Regions from separate parts of the Gasterosteus aculeatus genome. Here region 2 is linked to region 1. Evidence: chromatin contacts called from public Hi-C data. All regions are on one chromosome and are shown on one strand. The core of a region is the stretch at or near the end of the contact, and the rest is flanking DNA. Distances in the headings are between cores, read along the strand shown. Region 1 holds the start of LOC120821518 (polyubiquitin-C). Region 2 overlaps ncor1 (nuclear receptor corepressor 1).

Evidence for each region. Hi-C and Micro-C count contacts between places; a contact is called where the count stands out from the background.
Region 2: a Hi-C map of skeletal muscle shows a contact between it and region 1, with 4 times the contacts expected there. The contact joins the enhancer-like site here to the promoter of LOC120821518 in region 1. A contact is called at or near these places in 6 of 6 Hi-C or Micro-C datasets (blood and trunk muscle, liver, skeletal muscle and 2 more).

What each region holds. Positions count from the first base shown.
Region 1 is chr7:18,490,075-18,494,698 of fGasAcu3.hap1.1, reverse strand. LOC120821518 (polyubiquitin-C) reads left to right here and starts at 2,942. Exons shown (of 3, transcript XM_040180134.2): 1 at 2,942-3,078; 2 at 3,587-4,624. The coding sequence starts at 3,596. It overlaps cenpv (centromere protein V), which reads right to left and starts at 3,495. Exons shown (of 5, transcript XM_040180129.2): 1 at 3,281-3,495; 2 at 823-915; 3 at 630-699; 4 at 439-553; 5 at 1-185. The coding sequence starts at 3,348. The coding sequence ends at 40. It overlaps pigl (phosphatidylinositol glycan anchor biosynthesis, class L), which reads left to right. Exons shown (of 8, transcript XM_040180126.2): 8 at 1-32.
Region 2 is chr7:18,527,029-18,531,867 of fGasAcu3.hap1.1, reverse strand. ncor1 (nuclear receptor corepressor 1) reads right to left here. Exons shown (of 46, transcript XM_040180106.2): 16 at 4,736-4,839; 17 at 1,835-1,894; 18 at 129-265; 19 at 1-26. Among protein-coding and RNA genes, the nearest start is that of zswim7, 24 kb to the left of the region's middle. Within about 2 kb of position 2,762, at least 6 of the 9 cell types and tissues checked have open chromatin away from gene starts, as enhancers often do. A contact at or near this core is called in liver, where this site is marked.

The sequences.
Region 1 (4,624 bases), core at 1,693-4,192:
GATTCATAAAAAAGGATTGATTCTCCCATCAAGTTGGTGTTATTTTGTTTTGCTCTCCGCCGGGTTTTGGGACATGTCTCTGATGCTCTGATGGGCCGCCATGCTTTCCTCCCATTTCTCACCACAAAAGTTCTCCACTGTGACGCTGCGCACAGTACCGGGATCCAGACAGTGCGGCGCAACCCCTGAGAAGAAAAAGCAGGAAACAAAGCTCCATTATTTACATGAGAGAGAAAAAACTTTGCCTCCAGTACATTTCACTCACAGCTTATGGCTCAAAAATATTGGGTTCCCATCACAGAACTGTGGTGTCTCTTACAACATTTTCATGATGAAAATAACAGTGCCACAAATCTAGTAGAATGGGGCGGTTAGTTTGGAGTAAACACGCCCAGTGTACAACACATGAGAACGGTGTGACTGTGTTTGCGATCATACCGTAACCATCGGGGTTGGAGCGTGGAGTGTAGAAGCTTTGAACTCCACAGGTTTTACAGAAGGTGTGCTTGGCAATGCGAGTGTTAAATGTGTATGTGGTCAGATTGTCAGACCCCTTTGAAGATAAGGAAAATACTAATTATTCACTTAAATATTCACTTGGATCGAAGGTTTGCGCTTGAGTTTACCACCTGTAAGAGTGTGAAGAGATTCTTTGGAACGATGAAATGGTTGTTTTGTTTCTTCGTGCAAATGCTGCAGCTGGAGAAAGATACATGATACAAGTCTGTACTACCAATTAATCCTATTTATAATGATACGTGTCTTGTTTTTGTCGCTACACGCGTATTGGTGACTTAATGTCCTTAAATGTAATATCCGTACTTGCACTGGAAAACATGGAGGTCCGGTGAACTCGTGACTTCAAATCTAACAGCCCCACAGTGGCAGCCGCCCGTGTGCTTCACAAGATCCATCCTGTGGGTACAAAGAAAACAACAAACCATCACAAGGAATGAATAGGTACTGATTTGAGTATTCTGGGATTTTAGAACTTACTTCAGCCGTTGTGAACAAGGATCAGGCGTCTGTTGTTATGAAACTGGTGACGCGTTTCTTGTGAAACCTGTTGACGTGGAACTGAATGTCCCGATGCCCAAAACGGCTCCAATGACCCTGCTGATAAACCAGTTGACCACTGATAAGGGCCTCATTTACATTTCAAAAAAAGTTAATTTAATTTAAAAGGTTCCCACCTTTTAAATTGAATTAAATTTGTTAGCCCCGAGCCACTTGACACTTATTTCATGCGATACTAGAGTCGGCGTCCACAGTAATCAGCTAGGATTATGCCCTGCTTTAAAGATTGCTTTAACTAGAACACTCTGGGGCATTCCATAAAAACTCAAAGTCACGGGTCGGAGCAAAGTACAGAACACTTGCACAAACACATTCCCCAGAGGTGGAACTAGTTGACCCAGACGCCCAGTTTTGTGTTGGAAAGTAGTTGCGTAGGGCATCACGGGTTGGGTGTCATATGACAAGGTTGCTGTCGGGTTGGGGCAAAAGAATGCTGTGACCCAAATACATACGTTAGGACTCTCCCAGCTGCATCATATCCATGATCCCATTAGACTACAAACCCCCATATGAGTTTTGTTCCCTTTCTTTTGTAATAGAAGCTGAAAGCACTGGTTAGAATATGAGCATTTATGCACGGGTCCTCTGTTGGTTGCTTTAACCAACTTATCTTTGCTGCCAAGTATGTTTAACAAGGAACTTCCTGACACCAAAAACATATCACATATCTGGGCGTCGACCCCATACCTGGCATTCAAACGCAATGCTTATGAGTAAGAGATCAAGCCCTTGCCAGTTAGTTTTACAATACACTTAATCTCTTGCCATTATACCGTGTGAATGAATACTTAACGACAAAAATAACCAAAGACTAAAAAAGGGTTGAAAGGGGTGTGAAAACTTCCATTACATCCCTATGAACTAGTTACTCAGCTTGAGGCACAAAAACAACAATGTCCCCATAAGGCTAAAAACATGATGTAGAGAGAAACCTTAGACCACATTTACACAATGGGCTTGTGGATGCTTTCTTTACACCTGTCATGCAGTTCTCTCAAAGGACTGGTGACGTCATTCTTTCTGTACAGTATGTACATTCTGATAAGCAGGAAATGGTCACACCCGCCTCCACTACTGTCACTCAACTGCTGCCATCAACATGTTTTCAGACGGATGAATGTGGACACGTAGTCACACCTAATTGCCTAATTGCCTCGTACTGAGAGAACACTTGTGGTTGTCGAAAAAATAAAGCGCCAGTAATCCAGAATGTCTCCTTTACTAAGAGGACTTTTGTACCACGGAACTCAAGGTTGTTATCTCTTTATCGCAGAGACTTAACAGCAGCTGGCAGCACGTTCACCACGCATGTTTCCATCAACAGGATTCCTGTTTGCACACGTCCCTCTGTCGTGTCACATGAATGCAGTGAGATGAGTTCCTAATAAACCGCGATACGTGTGATATAATGTTTTTCAGAAAGAGGGACGATGGGAAAAGCCAAAGTATGTGTATGGCTACGGTACCATTACCCCCTTCCGCATCTATTTACGCTTAGGTCTTGAAAAAAATTCCCGAATTATCTGTTCTATAACGCCACAGTCATAAATGTCACTTTAGTCATCAACCCTTACTTACTGTATCACAGCAACCAATCGTTGTTCAAACAAACAAGACTGCAAACCAATCAGAGGCTCGGGGATAGTTTCTGTTGCTATGGTCGTTCTAGCAAATTCTAAAACCTGAATGTACGCTTGCGATATATTACTCCGCCACCAAGATATGTCACAATATCGTTTTCGCTCACACTATTTTTTGCTAAGTATTTACTTTTATGAGTAATCGTAATCGATTGTTTGAAACCAATATGCTGTCACCATAAAATAAAATGTTTTGGAACAGTAGGAACTACTTTCAAATGCGGACGGATATCAACACATGACGTATGCAGACCCGGTGTATAAGTACACTGCCGCAGTCCATTGCTCAACATTTCTCCTACACTGCAGTACGAGATCAGACGCTAGCATTGAACAACAAATCTAACTGCGTTACTATTAAGTAAGTACCCTTATTAGTTTTATTTTTACAGTATACCGGTTTGTTCAATATATATTGCCGTTGTTTGGTTACCAGTGCTTTACTAATGTAACCTCTAGCTACAGCTTCGTAAAAGATCATTGAAGAGACGTTGACAATAGATAAGTCCGACCTCAAGTTTACGTAACATTTACGCTACAATACTTTTTTAATCATTGTTTACCGGTTTCGACGTACGTAGTTCGTCGATTTCGTGATAAAGGAGCGTTCGGTACAGCAATGACTCAACATATCCAGGAGCCTCCATTAACTGGTAACGTTAGCTGAACAAAGGGGAGGTCCGTATGATCTCAAAATGGCGCTGGGACCGCGACTGCGGCGTATGATTCAGAGCGTCGCGTAGTCATTTTTTCTTTATACCGTATGTTCGCATGGTAGTTTCATCGAAGAGTCTTATAATTTATATTAATTCATTTTATACGTTTGACGGTTTGTTTTTTGCCAAATCCTGACTTTTTTTTTTCCAAAGGTAGAAAATATGCAGATCTTTGTGAAAACCCTCACTGGCAAGACCATCACGCTGGAGGTCGAGCCCAGCGACACCATCGAGAACGTGAAGGCCAAGATCCAGGATAAGGAAGGCATCCCCCCAGATCAGCAGAGGCTGATCTTTGCCGGCAAGCAGCTGGAAGATGGCCGCACCCTCTCCGACTACAACATCCAGAAGGAATCCACCCTCCATCTTGTGCTGCGTCTGAGGGGAGGCATGCAGATCTTTGTGAAGACCCTCACTGGCAAGACCATCACGCTGGAGGTCGAGCCCAGCGACACCATCGAGAACGTGAAGGCCAAGATCCAGGATAAGGAAGGCATCCCCCCAGATCAGCAGAGGCTGATCTTTGCCGGCAAGCAGCTGGAAGATGGCCGCACCCTCTCCGACTACAACATCCAGAAGGAGTCCACCCTCCATCTTGTGCTGCGCCTGAGGGGAGGCATGCAGATCTTTGTGAAGACCCTCACTGGCAAGACCATCACGCTGGAGGTCGAGCCCAGCGACACCATCGAGAACGTGAAGGCCAAGATCCAGGATAAGGAAGGCATCCCCCCAGATCAGCAGAGGCTGATCTTTGCCGGCAAGCAGCTGGAAGATGGCCGCACCCTCTCCGACTACAACATCCAGAAGGAATCCACCCTCCATCTTGTGCTGCGTCTGAGGGGAGGCATGCAGATCTTCGTGAAGACCCTCACTGGCAAGACCATCACGCTGGAGGTCGAGCCCAGCGACACCATCGAGAACGTGAAGGCCAAGATCCAGGATAAGGAAGGCATCCCCCCAGATCAGCAGAGGCTGATCTTTGCCGGCAAGCAGCTGGAAGATGGCCGCACCCTCTCCGACTACAACATCCAGAAGGAATCCACCCTCCATCTTGTGCTGCGTCTGAGGGGAGGCATGCAGATCTTCGTGAAGACCCTCACTGGCAAGACCATCACGCTGGAGGTCGAGCCCAGCGACACCATCGAGAACGTGAAGGCCAAGATCCAGGATAAGGAAGGCATCCCCCCAGAT
Region 2 (4,839 bases), core at 1,513-4,012, 37 kb before region 1:
CGATCAGCACGAGCCCGCCGTGTGTCCTGGGAATCAGAAAAAGTAGCATTTAGAATTCATGGTTCAACATTCATTAATCTCACTCAACAACAGTTGAATGAGCTAAAATAAGATATCGAGCAGCTTACCTGCTTATGCTGCTGGAGCAGGTTGTCCAGGTTGTGACGTCTCTTGTAGTTGAAATAGAAATTCTTGCACTGTGCCTCACTTTTGGTGCCCACCATTTTGGCAATGGCTGTCCAGTTTCGCCCGTGCTCAACAAGCCCTGGTGCAGGAAAAACAGACATTCAGCTTGGTAGACTTTCTGTCTTTAGACACTTGAAAGAACACAAATGAATGAGGAAAAAACACCATGTCAGATGTTATAAGCTGATACTATCAGACCAATAAAGTTGGATTCAACTGAAATGATCTAAAGGAAGAGGGGTGAAGCAAAGCCATTTAATCCAGATACTGTGATTCAAGAAGATGCTCTCAATGCATTCCCAACCGTTGCAGTTCAATGCGATCAATGAGGGCAAATCGTTGGTATTTCTGCAGAATGACCCTGTACTCCGTTGCCATGGTTTCACTGCTGGTCTTGCCCGTGCCGTTGAGCACTGAGCTGTGCACACAATCAGCTTTGATGGCCTGGCTAAACGTTGACACTTCTCTGCCAAGCTGCAGTGAACTGGAAGACTGCCATTTAACTGTGACATTAGGGCCTCTAGTCTCTATCCTGTGACCCCAGTGACCTCCCCCCTTCTGAGATGAGGGATACTGGCAGCTTGACAAATCACCAGAGAACTAAAACACAAACCCCCATTACTGCGCGAGTTCAATGAGGGAATGTGGGCATTGTGACTTTTCAGAGTGACTCATCTTTGAGTGGGAAAAAAATAATGTTCATGTAGCCTCCTTTGTTTTGCCAACTATGGTATCTCCATCCAACCTCTTAAGAATCTGCACTGTTGAAAGTGATTTGTTAATGGCCAAATCAATGAAAAAAAACACGCTGGCACTTCAATTTGATTGCAGATGAAAAATGTTGTATACAGGATTTTGCAGATAGTATCAATAGTTTTAACGTCTAACTAACGTCTTAGAGGGAAACTGTTTTATGTGCTTGTATGACCATCCATTCCTGGCAGCAAGGAATAAAAATTTCTGAGTGTGCTTTGTCATCTGACTTCAGGAGCTTGTGCTGGTCTCTTTTAAAGTACTAATCCACAGACATATCTGGCATAAAGGCCTGAATCACAGCAGGGTGTGTTTTTGTTAAGATGGAGGCCAATCTCAAAGAAGGTCTTAATTAATCAACATTAATCCCTTTATTTACTTCCCCGGCCTTTTGGTTTTGTTGCTCAGGGAACCCTACATCAACAAAGCTGAGCAAAAAGGGGGCGATGGGGCATACTTGAGTGGCAGCGGTGCAGTGAGAGACCAGGCATTGGTATTGAACAAACATTTTGAACAATTTAAGGATAAAGTAACTTAAAATTGTAAAGAAAAATGTAAGTAGTAGATAGTGATCTTTGGAGGAAGGCACAACTGCCACGGTCTATTGCTTGATGGATGGCCTTAATAGATCACTTCTGAGACGCCAGCGCAAAAAGTACAATGAAAAGGAAAAGAATCCCCACAGCCCTCCAAGGGTCTCTGACAGCTTCAAGCAAAGTAGCAGCACAAGCTCCTATTTGGCAGGGCGATGCAACATCTGATAATCAGAAGGAATGGAGAAAGATACGTGAAGGGGGCGCTACAGGAAATATCATGAAAAGAAAAAGCCACAGCAATGCAGAGAGAGAAGGACTGATTGACAAAGAAACAAAAAAGGAATACATTGAAACACTACCTTTCTTGGCGACTTCCATCTCCTCCTCGGTCCAGCGAGAAGTTTCTCCAGTTTCACCAGCTAAGTTGCAAAGAAAAAAGACACGGCCCCGTCAGCACTGACAGAAAGAAAGAGGCGGACAGAGAGAGTAGAGTGACAGTTCTCCCTTTGCCTCTCTGCCTCGCTCTCCCACAGGGGGAGGGCCTTGGTCAGCTGATGTGGCTCCAGACAGAGAGTGCCCCCCCTCATTGGGAAATGGCCTTGGCTGGAGACGAATGGAACAGCCAGCACAACACCCGCACACACGCTTTCTCACAGTTGGACCCCCCCTCACATACACAAAATTCACAGAAGTGCAAAAAGTCACATGTTCCGCTCTTGACAGTTCCGTCTCCCCATCAGGTGGCACACACACGCCAGCCACCACGGCATTAAACAAGATCTCAACCCCCACAGATCAGCAGCTTATGCCAGCTTTACTGGCATAATTTCAACTGGACAACACTGGCAGATAGATACACTTACTTCTGAGAAGCACCACAGCTGCAGGGGTTACAACATAGCAAGCAAACAGACACACAAAATCCACAATAAAGTCACTAAAGGAGATTACGGTTGACATAGAGTTCATGATACGGCCAGAACAGGGCCAGACCAGGTCAGAGGGTTAAGAGGATGGAAGGACACGCTGCAGACAGACATTTAATCACATTATAAGATAGACCCAGCATAACTCAGCCTGTTGGGAGAGGTAGAGCTCATCAGACAGCAGAGGGAGCAGGTGGTGGAAAACCAGAGCGCACTTACCAAACTTAATACAGGTTCACGCCACAACAGGTTTAACACACAAAGACTTGGACACCTGAAAATCTGAGGTAGCATTGTCTCAGCTGCTGACAACAGAAGGGTGGGCGAGTAATCGTCCAGGACCGAAAACCATGACAACAGCTTAACCAGAGCAGCACATTGCCATGGTGATACGGGTGATATACGGCTTCCTGAGCGGAGTGCAGCCCAGGACAGAATCAGAAAGTCAGCAGATGAACACAGACACAGGTTTTTAAACAAGACAAAAATCCTACTGTATAAACACGGTGCCCTAGACCAGGCAACCTGATTATTCACTAGGGAAACAAAGTATCTATTTGCCTCCTTTGACCTTTAAGAAGAAATGAGATACCAGCAAATGGACAGTGTGTTTACTTAAAAGTAAATGTTAATGTGAATTGCCATTGGCTCCCAATGGATGACCAATGTTAATATCATAAAGTCCAATTATAATTAAAATACAACACTGAATGTTTCTATATTGTGTTTATATTATCATTAACTTGCATTGTTAAAATTACTGTGCAAATAGCTCACAAAGCTATGCAGCTAAGGGCTACATGGCTTTCTTGCATATTACTGCAACTATGCATGTAGCCCGTAGCTGCATGCACAAAGACCACACCAATAATAAAATTGGTAGAAAAACAGAGAGAGAGAAAACTATTTATAATTTCATCTACAGGCCCTAAACAACAAGGGGGCAGCAGCATCAAAACTAGTGTTTTTGCCTTATTTGTGCAGGGTTGTCAAATCATGTGAATTTGCAGTTAGCCTAAAAAGTGTAGTGACTCGAGTAGTGCCACCAGAAAATGTGTTATGTGCCTATCCAAAATAAATAGTGAAAGCATTATATTTATATGTATTCATGCTTCCTTGCTTCCTTTCCCTTACTTCTGCGTCACTAAGCGTGTAGCTGGGGCTTGACGTTTTTGCTCACCTGCCACTGCGGCTAGTGGTTTTCCAGTCAGTTACTAGCCACTCAGCCATTTAAGTAGCCACAATTTCTCTTGTTGGGAAATTGAGTTTAGTTTGATTAAAGTTGACTACGGTTTGCTACAGTTTACTTAAACTAAATTTACAATCCTTTCAAATGTAAATGACCATTGTAAACACCCAAATCCAGACTATATAAAACGTATATATGTAGTCACCAAATCTTCACCTTCACCTTCAGTGTGTAAAGCGCTTTACAAAAAGAGCTCATTGCATATAACTGGTGCAGGGGTGAAAAGCTCTGCTGCCTTCATGGAGGACAGGGACCTTATTTACACACCTTTTGAGTCCCGTATGTCCTACAATCAGGGCAATATATTCTCTTCTTGCCTGGATCATAAACCAGCCGCTCTCGACTGCACGTTTTCTTGGTCTTCTCTTCATTTTCGGTTTCATCACCAGTTTTCCTCTTTTCTGTCGGCCCTCCGGGTTTTCCTACACCTGCTCTGTGCCGGCACATCCTTCACTTGCACGGAGCAGGTCTCGTTCTATCAAAAACCTCCACTTGTCACATGTGTTTGCTCGTCTATGTTACTTAGTTACGAGCGCACTGTGGCCCAAACTGTTTAACACAGTGCTCTCAAGATGTTGCGTGTGAACTGGTTGAAATGCATGTGTCTCACGGTCAATGCATGAGGATTGAAACCCCTGCAATGAGGTAATTATTTTAGAAAGAAGAGCATGCAGGTCCACAAATCTCTGCTGGCCGACCGCCTGCCTAACAGCCCTGAGCTGTGAAACAGATCTTCATCTCCTCCCACATGTCTCTGAAGGGCCGCTGTTTTAGCCTGACAAACAGCAAAACTCAGACAGCTGAGCTAAACTAAGGAAGTGCGCACGCACGTCGCCGCGGTCTGTAGTCGGTGCACAAGACCATGTGACCGAGGGTTCTGGGTTCGTGGATGATGCGCTCAAGACACATTAATAACCGCCGTTACACTACAATATTAAAAAATATATAGAGACACATAGAATTACACCCGGCTAGTGAGTGAGACTGCTTTACCTGCCACGGCCCGAATTCTACCCGCATTGGGCGGGTTCTAATGTCTCGCACTGCGTGTAGCTGTGTTGTATGAAAACACTAAAAGGACTCACCTTTATTCATATCCATGGAAGATACTGGAGTCTGGGGTTTGACAGGCTCCTTCATGGACTTTTGCATTGGATCAGACTTTGGGAGCTGCGGAGGATCTGGCAGG